3 separate regions of the Sus scrofa genome follow, and all the other regions are linked to region 2. A link is a contact called in public Hi-C and promoter capture Hi-C data. All regions are on one chromosome and are shown on one strand. The core of a region is the stretch at or near the end of the contact, and the rest is flanking DNA. Distances in the headings are between cores, read along the strand shown. Region 1 holds the start of ABT1 (activator of basal transcription 1). Region 2 holds the start of LOC100621915 (histone H2B type 1-N). Region 3 holds the start of LOC110261478 (histone H1.1).

Region 1 (2,700 bases), core at 183-2,682, 580 kb after region 2:
CACGTTTGGCCTGGGCAACCTCCGCCCTCAGGCGCTGCCTGCGCACCTGGCGCTCAAAGGCAAGATGCTCGCTGAGGTGGGACCAAGTAAAACGGTGCAGGTACTGTGGACAGGAAAACAAGAGAAGATCTGGGTAGGGCAGGTCAGAGATGGAGAAGAGATGGGAGGAACAGGGCCACCGAGAGGTTATAGAGGTCCAAGGGCTGGGGCTGGGAAGGCAGGAGTATGAGCTGTGGGGTAGACAAGCCAATGCCCTCACCTTGAGGTTCCACAGGTCATAACGGAAGGGACTGCGCCTGCGGGAGCCCATGGGCGTGTTGTGCAGACTGGCCGCCACACGCTTGGCTACTCGCTTGTCTCGGAACTCCACCCAGCCCTCGGTGTAGTCCTTGCTGTACTTGGAACGCTTTTTCCCTCCTGTGGTGGAGGCTGCTGCTGCCTTCTTTTTGCGCCTCACGAAGCCGTCTGCGAGCCAAAGGGAGAGCAGTGGTCAAGCAAGCCGACGCAGCACCCACTCAATTGTACCTTCCACTTGCCGAAGTCTCCAAATCTGCCCAAGGGCCAGGATCCCACCCCAAGATCTTTGCTCAGAAAAGGAGAACTGAAAGGTCCACCCTTTCTCCCTTGTCTAATTCAATCCTTTGCTCAGATGTCAACTCCTTAATCAGATCTGCCCTGAACATTCTATATAAAACCAGCATGGCCCTCTAACCCTAATTCCAATTTAGGGTTATAAGAAGTTGCAGACGGCTGACCGTACGTATACCGTCTTTTGACCTGGACCGCGATGGCAAAGGGTTATGTTCAGTTTTGTGGAAAAGCCACTGGGATTTTACTGCAGGCTATACCCATTTAACAAACTGGTAAATTCGTCTCGGGAAAGAGGGATTGGGGAAGCCGAAATTAAAATCTAAAAGTTAGCTATTCGAAAACTAAGGCTCAACTAGTCATACTGCGCTAACCACACCTCAGGCCCACCTCCTAAGGAAAGTGTGGACTACCTATTTACTAAAAAAGCCACACGCGGGGCCCCGGCTCGGTTCGTGCCTGGGATCCGCGCAGCCGAGGCAACAGGACACGCACTGTGTGCTCACCATCTGCAAGCATCACCCTCCACCCCTCATCACCACTGCCTCAGCACTTACCTTCCGGCTGGAAAAACACACGCCCGACCTCGCCGTAGGCGCTAAGAAGGTTCCGTACGTGCAAAGGCCTAAACCGGGGTGGGATGTGGCCCAGGTACACAATACCCGGCACTACCCGTTTCTTGCTGCCGCCAGCCGTTTCTTCAGATTCCTCCTCTGCTTCTGGTTTCTGGTCGTTCCCTTCCACAGGCTCCAACACAGCGGCTTCCTTATTCGACTCCTCTGCCTCCATGCTTGCCGGTAAGTAAAGCAAGACAGCCGTAAGGCGCCGCGCCTCTGACGCGCACCGTTTACGACTTCCTGCGTCGAGGGGGCGGGGTTTGTCCAGGGGTTGACAAATGAAAGAACAGGATTGTTCGGAACGGGCGGTTCCAGGCCTAACGGCGACGGCGGAAGTGGGCCCCGGGTCAGCCGGGAGATTCGAAGCAAGGGAGCAGCATCAGAGGATTAGGAGAGGCGAAATGACTTGACTCCTGAGCTGAAGAGGCAGAACTGGAGAGGTAGACCACCAAGTACAACTTACAGTACAGAACTCCTTGGTGAAATGTAAAAAGATGGGATGAGGAGGGCTCTTCCGGAAATTTTGGAGGACTCTGTGTTCTAGCAAGAACACAACATAGTATTTTACCCAAGGGGCTCAGGTGCGACTCAGGTTGGGGGATGACGCAATTTGTAAAGTTTACTTAAATTTCAGTTTTTTTAATTAATTAATTGAGTTTTGAAATTTTAATTATTTTTCAAAATTTAACTTAGGGATTTGAAGATTTCAAATTGAAGTTTGGAAATGTAACCTAACTTTGGAAATATAAGTTTTGGAAATCTGGCTACATTTTTGAAAATTTCATTTGTGAGCTATTAGTTTAAAAAAATTTATTTTAAAATATTTTTAAATTTGATTTTGTGAAGTTCCCATCGTGGCGCAGTGGTTAACGAAGCCAACTAGGAACCATGAGGTTGCGGGTTTGATCCCTTGCCTTGCTCAGTAGGTTCAGGATCCGGCGTTGTCTTGAGCTGTGGTGTAGGTTGCAGACGCGGCTCGGAGCCCGCGTTGCTGTGGCCCTGGAGTAGGCTGGCGGCGACAGCTCCGATTAGACCCCTAGCCTGGGAACCTCCACATGCCGCGGGTGCGGCCCTAGAAAAGGCAAAAAGACAAAAATAAAATTTGATTTTGTAAGATGTCTAAAAATTTTGAATGCATGACGATTATTTCTTTTAAAAAAAACTTATTTGGTGCCTGTTTTACGTTTGTATTGATACATGATTCATATTTATACTTACGTTACAAATACCTGTCGTCAAATGTGTACATGGTCCTGATTTAGGCCCCCTCCTGGATCACCGAGCTTTATTCTCTCTGGGACTTATTTTCACGGTTTGAGGGCCCAGGGTGGGCCACCCCAAAATGTGCCTGAATGGCATATTGGTTATTTTGAATTAATGTTTACTGAAGACATGGTCAATACAAGGGGAACTCTCTAACACTTCTTTCTGTTTCCCTGAAAGCAGGAAATAAATCTCTCATGTGAAATGTGCACTCCCTGCATTTGGGGGTAGA
Region 2 (2,700 bases), core at 149-2,648:
GAAATTAGGGTGTGGAGAAAATGATGAGTTCTTTCCACAAAGCCGCAGGGAGGGCCCTGAATTCTCCCAGTTAGGCTTAATTCACAAAGGGAAACCGTTGTAAGCTTCAAATTGCGAGCGCAGCATCTGGATTGGCTACCAATCCAAGGTGGAACTTGATAGATGCGTGCGAAGATCTGAACTGGGTTCTCACTTCCATTTCTTTCTTTACTACCTTTCCAACTTGCTATTCGGCAAATCCAAACTCATGGAAAAGAGCCGGCATCTCTCGCCAAAGAAAAATATGGGGAAAAAAACAAACAAACAAAAATGATTGTACCTTTCTGCTGTGTGCCAAGCGCTTTAGTCAGGTACGTTTAAGTTCAAATTAAAGATGGAGCTCTCAAGGGATTGTTCACGAAAGCTTTTGCCAGGGTGATATTTTAAAAGGCGAGAGGGTTTTGTTTTAGGAAACGGTATTTTGGAAATTCCCATCGCGGCACAGCTAAAACGAATTCGACTAGGAACCATGACGTTACGGCTCGATCCCTGGCCTCGCTCAGTGGGTTAAGGATCCTGCGTTGCTGTGGCGTAGGCGAGCGGCTACAACTGATTCAACCCCTAGTCTGGGAAGCTCCACACACCACGAGGATGCGGCCCTAAAAAGCAAACAAAAAACTATTTTGTTTCCTTTACTACACTTGTCTATCATGCACCTGATCCTTCTCGACATAAACATTTAACACAATATTGAGCGTTGCTGCAGCGCCACCTACATCTTAGTGGAAGTAACTTCTAACAAGATCAAAAAAAAAAAGCGGAAATTGCTTCTTTGCAGCAAATAAAAAAAACCTCTGTATAAAGTGAGTGCCAGGTCTCTTTAGAAGACTGAGTGGCTCTGAAAAGAGCCTTTGTGATGTGGGACGAGCCTTACCAGTCGCTCCGCTGCAGGCTGGCTCACTTGGAGCTGGTGTACTTGGTGACAGCCTTGGTGCCCTCGGACACGGCGTGCTTGGCCAGCTCCCCGGGCAGCAGCAGCGCACGGCCGTCTGGATCTCCCGGGACGTGATGGTCGAGCGCTTGTTGTAATGCGCCAGCCGCGAGGCCTCGCCGGCAATGCGCTCAAAGATGTCGTTGACGAAGGAGTTCATGATGCCCATGGCCTTGGACGAGATGCCGGTGTCGGGGTGGACCTGCTTCAGCACCTTGTACACGTACACCGAGTAGCTCTCCTTGCGGCTGCGTTTACGCTTCTTGCCATCCTTCTTCTGCGCCTTGGTCACCGCCTTCTTGGAGCCCTTCTTTGGGGCCGGAGCGGACTTGGAGGGCTCAGGCATAGTCAGGAATCAATCTGCGAACAACCCAAAGGTAAAAGGAAAGAGAATGAGACCGTCTGCTCCGTTCTCAGCTTCTTATACAAAGGAGGCAGCGAGCAAAGTCATGATTGGTGGTGAATCGTGGACACGTCACTTGATAGTTTTGACCAATCAAAATAAGTGTATTTCAAAGCTAGGATTTCATTGGGTTAAGAAAAACTGCGGCTTTGGCCAATGGCACACTTTCATTTTCGCGCCCTGTAAAGACTATAAATGGTAGCACTTACTGTATAGCTCCACAACTTATTGTACCGGTTGTGTTTATTTCATTGATCATGTCTGGACGGGGTAAGCAAGGTGGTAAAACTCGCGCCAAGGCTAAAACGCGCTCTTCCCGAGCCGGACTTCAGTTCCCAGTGGGAAGAGTTCACCGTCTGCTCCGCAAAGGAAATTATTCCGAGCGGGTTGGCGCCGGCGCGCCAGTGTATTTGGCTGCTGTGCTGGAGTACTTGACAGCTGAGATCCTGGAGCTGGCGGGCAACGCGGCCCGCGACAACAAGAAGACGCGCATTATTCCGCGGCACTTGCAGCTGGCCATCCGCAACGACGAGGAGCTCAACAAGTTGCTGGGCAAAGTCACCATCGCTCAGGGCGGCGTCCTGCCCAACATCCAGGCGGTACTACTGCCCAAGAAAACTGAGAGCCACCACAAGCCTAAGGGCAAGTAGAGGTTTGGTGTCCTTTGTAACTCAGACCTTCCCAAACCAAAGGCTCTTTTCAGAGCCACCTACTTTAGCAACAAAAGGAGCTGTGCTTTTGAAGTCGCACTGTTTTTCAGGTAGCAAAGTTTGGCCAGGGACTTTCCCTAGTACGTTAGTTGCTTTCCTAAACATGAAACTGTTTTCCTCAGTAATCTCAATTAAATTTAGAGGAGAGCAAGATTCACGCATCTCTGTAGTTCCCCTACAGAGTCAAAGTCCTGAGACAAAAACTAGCACCCTGTGATCTTAGCCTCATTCTCCTAAATCGGTAGAATCTTTGCACCACTCACTTTACTAAATGGCAATACAGTAGTAATCCAGGCAGGTAAATTCTTTGTTTAAATAGCTTCAGGTAGAGAATACATTTCATAGTGAACTTAACGTAAATGATGAAGTAAAGACACTATGGAAACTACATTTGGAAGTGGTTGCCTTAACAAATATGAAAAGTGGGTATTGTAAATTGCCATATCAGGTTCTTAGTCCTATGATGTCAATTTTTTTACTTCCTTCTCCCATCATCACTCTCACCCTTCCCTCCAATCACCAAGTCACCCTAGCTAGAGAGGGCCTTCAATTCTCCACATCAGTCAATGTGTACTTTTCCTTATGAAAAATTTTGATGAGAACGAGTTTCTATAGCA
Region 3 (2,700 bases), core at 141-2,640, 890 kb after region 2:
TTAAATGCCACATTCCTCTAAGAAATGCTTGTTCTTTTCCAGAAGTATTTACTTATGTAACCTTCCTCTTGGAGAAAGATTGTATGTCTGTTATAACTGTCCTTTAAACTAAGAATCATAGCTCCAATTGTTCTCTTCCAAATTCTTAGAAATTGCACGATACATTTTGTAAACAAGACTCTCAAGAGAATGAAAAAACTATTAGAGAAAACACATCAAAGGCTTATGGAAGCATTAACGTAGAGCTCTTATGTTGAGGAAAACCAGGGAGGCTCAAGTTACTCAGGCTAGTGCGGACTTGTTTGAAAACCGCAGTCGCGCGCGCGCGCACGCGCGCGGGAATTACACGTCACTACTTCATTTGCCCTGGTCCTAGGCGACTGCCCAGGGCCGAATTGTGAGAGAGGCATTTTATTCTCTCAGTAGTTTGATTAGTAATATGAAATCATTTTAGCATCATTAACAATTTTACAGCCACAAACAAATTAAAGGGAGATGGCCTTAACATTATACCTTGGGCCCGACCCTCTTGCTTTCAAACTAAGGCAATTTATCCCCATCTCCCCTCCCCCAACACCTCCCCACGAGCAATGTCTGAGAACAGTTTAGTTCACCCACAGCTTGCTTGCGCCCATCATGCGTTAGGTTTTGAGGTTGGGCTATGTTGTGAGTATGAAAAGGCATTGAAAGTTCGCTAAGCCCATTGGGCTGCAGGAACAAACTGCAATTAACAGAAACTGTTTGCATGCTATGTTTTCCATAGGCGCAACTTTAATGCTAATTGCGGTGTTAGCCAGTTCCTCTGTTTTTCAAATTCTTTTGCCCCAAATACATAATGCATCCTGGTGCGGACCAAGAGCGCCAGTGCCTCCGGTCTTTACCACACATCACTGTTCAGAGCTGCCAGGAAAGGCAGTGGCATCAATGAGAACTTGTCTCGAACCTGCAGATCAGGCCTCCAACCCCTCGATTTCCTCTCCCTCCCAACCTTTTGCATTTATTGCAGTTAGGAACGAATGTCCCTGACCTTGCTTCCTAGAGGTGAAGGCTCAGGTGAAACTCTTTGATTCTTACGTGATTGCCTTACAGCGCCCCGACCTGCAAATAAACCCTGCATTTTTTAAAAGGGAAACAGCACCCTCTGATGGTAATGGGCAGCAAAGCCGTACTCTCCCTTGCCTAGTATTTGTCTCCACGAGGCAACCGGCGAGAAGGGTGGAGGGTTTGTTGTTGGGCGCCTCAGTGCCAGCGCCAGGGAAGCGGGACCATAGGGTTCAGGTGCCGGCGACTGCCTTCTGAGACCCTGGGGGGAACGCAGGGGGCGCTAGGGTGCCGGGGGCGGGCGCCGGCGCGCACCAATCACAGCGCGGCCCCGCCCTATAAATACCGCGCGTCCGGGCTCGTGCTGTCTTACTGCTTTGTCAGGTCCTAGCTGTTTTCCTATTCTTGTTCTGCTCTCACCATGTCCGAGACCGCGCCGCCCGCCCCGGCTGCTTCCACTCCTCCGGAGAAGCCTTCGGCTGGCAAAAAGACGAAGAAGCCTGCGAAAGCTGTAGCAGCTGCGAAGAAAAAGCCTGCGGGTCCTTCAGTTTCGGAGCTGATCGTGCAGGCCGTTTCCTCCTCTAAGGAGCGCAGCGGCGTGTCCCTGGCTGCGCTCAAGAAGGCACTGGCGGCTGCCGGCTACGATGTGGAGAAGAACAACAGCCGCATCAAGCTGGGTCTCAAGAGCCTGGTGAGCAAAGGCACCCTAGTGCAGACCAAGGGTACCGGCGCCTCCGGTTCTTTCAAACTCAACAAGAAAGTGGCCTCTGTGGAAGCCAAGCCCAGCGCCACAAAAGTGGCAGCGAAAGCTAAGGCAACTAGTGCTTCTAAGAAGCCCAAGAAGGCCACCGGGGCGGCTGCTGCTAAGAAGGCTGTCAAGACTCCGAAAAAGGCTAAAAAGCCAGCGGTAGCGAAGAAGCCTTCCAAGAGTCCCAAGAAGCCCAAGGCTGTGAAGCCTAAAAAGTGGCTAAGAGCCCTGCCAAAGCCAAGGCTGTGAAACCCAAAGCTGCCAAGGCAAAGGTGACCAAGCCAAAGACTGCCACGAAGCCCAAGAAGGCAGCACCCAAGAAGAAGTAAAGTTCCGGTTGGAATCTTCAGTAACCCAACGGCTCTTTTAAGAGCCACCAACTTATTTCAAAGAAAGAGCTTTAGTACAGAGAAACCTTACAAACTGCAGTCTTTGCAAATGCAGCGTTTCTAAGGCTGTGTTTGTCCCACAATGTAGAGGCTCAGGGTAAACTTTGCTGTGGGGTCCTAAGTTAACTACTGAAGAAACTAGCGTTTTCTGGTCTCCCAGCAGAGGCTCAGGAGCTCTTTTGCCTGAATCTTGGGCATCTTTACATAAATACCTGGGGGAATGTTGGGGGCCTGTCCAGGTCTCCTCATATCGGTTTTCCGTGGTAATTACCTGTAGCTGTGTTTGAACCTGTGGCTCGGGCTGGGTCCTTATACTATATGCTGGTTTGTCCCTACAATTCCTGAGTGTTCTCTTGAGATTTCTGGGGGCATTACATTCTAGGGTGATATTGCTAAATCGGCATTTTACAAAATGGGGTGGCCCTGTGAAAAATTGTAACCAGTGAAACTTAAGGCTTAACACTACAGGGTGTGGCTGGGGAGCTGTCTGACCTTAGGGATGATGGAGACCCTCTGGCCTGC

What was found. Promoter capture Hi-C pulls out the DNA fragments that hold promoters and counts their contacts. Hi-C and Micro-C count contacts between places; a contact is called where the count stands out from the background.
Region 1: a promoter capture Hi-C map of liver shows a contact between it and region 2, with 6 times the contacts expected there. The contact joins the promoter of ABT1 here to the promoter of LOC100621915 in region 2. A contact is called at or near these places in 2 of 5 promoter capture datasets (fetal skeletal muscle and liver) and 2 of 2 datasets of contacts at active chromatin or transcription factors (alveolar macrophages and skeletal muscle).
Region 3: a contact with region 2 is called in a Hi-C map of mesenteric adipose tissue, with 2.1 times the contacts expected there. The contact joins the promoter of LOC110261478 here to the promoter of LOC100621915 in region 2. A contact is called at or near these places in 11 of 47 Hi-C or Micro-C datasets (alveolar macrophages, blood, differentiating spermatogonia and 8 more) and 2 of 2 datasets of contacts at active chromatin or transcription factors (alveolar macrophages and skeletal muscle).

Annotation. Positions count from the first base shown.
Region 1 is chr7:21,023,373-21,026,072 of Sscrofa11.1, reverse strand. ABT1 (activator of basal transcription 1) reads right to left here and starts at 1,432. Exons shown (of 3, transcript XM_001926306.7): 1 at 1,146-1,432; 2 at 260-465; 3 at 1-103. The coding sequence starts at 1,377. It overlaps LOC102162475 (a long non-coding RNA gene), which reads left to right and starts at 1,516. Exons shown (of 2, transcript XR_002346131.1): 1 at 1,516-1,645.
Region 2 is chr7:21,605,452-21,608,151 of Sscrofa11.1, reverse strand. LOC100621915 (histone H2B type 1-N) reads right to left here and starts at 1,398. Exons shown (of 2, transcript XM_013977505.2): 1 at 914-1,398. The coding sequence starts at 1,316. It overlaps LOC100525821, which reads left to right. Exons shown (of 4, transcript XM_021099852.1): 3 at 886-897. It overlaps LOC100154508 (histone H2A type 1-F-like), which reads left to right and starts at 1,585. Exons shown (of 1, transcript XM_013977504.2): 1 at 1,585-2,094. The coding sequence starts at 1,631. The coding sequence ends at 2,023.
Region 3 is chr7:20,716,606-20,719,305 of Sscrofa11.1, reverse strand. LOC110261478 (histone H1.1) reads left to right here and starts at 1,390. Exons shown (of 2, transcript XM_021098429.1): 1 at 1,390-2,003; 2 at 2,006-2,183. The coding sequence starts at 1,463. The coding sequence ends at 2,118.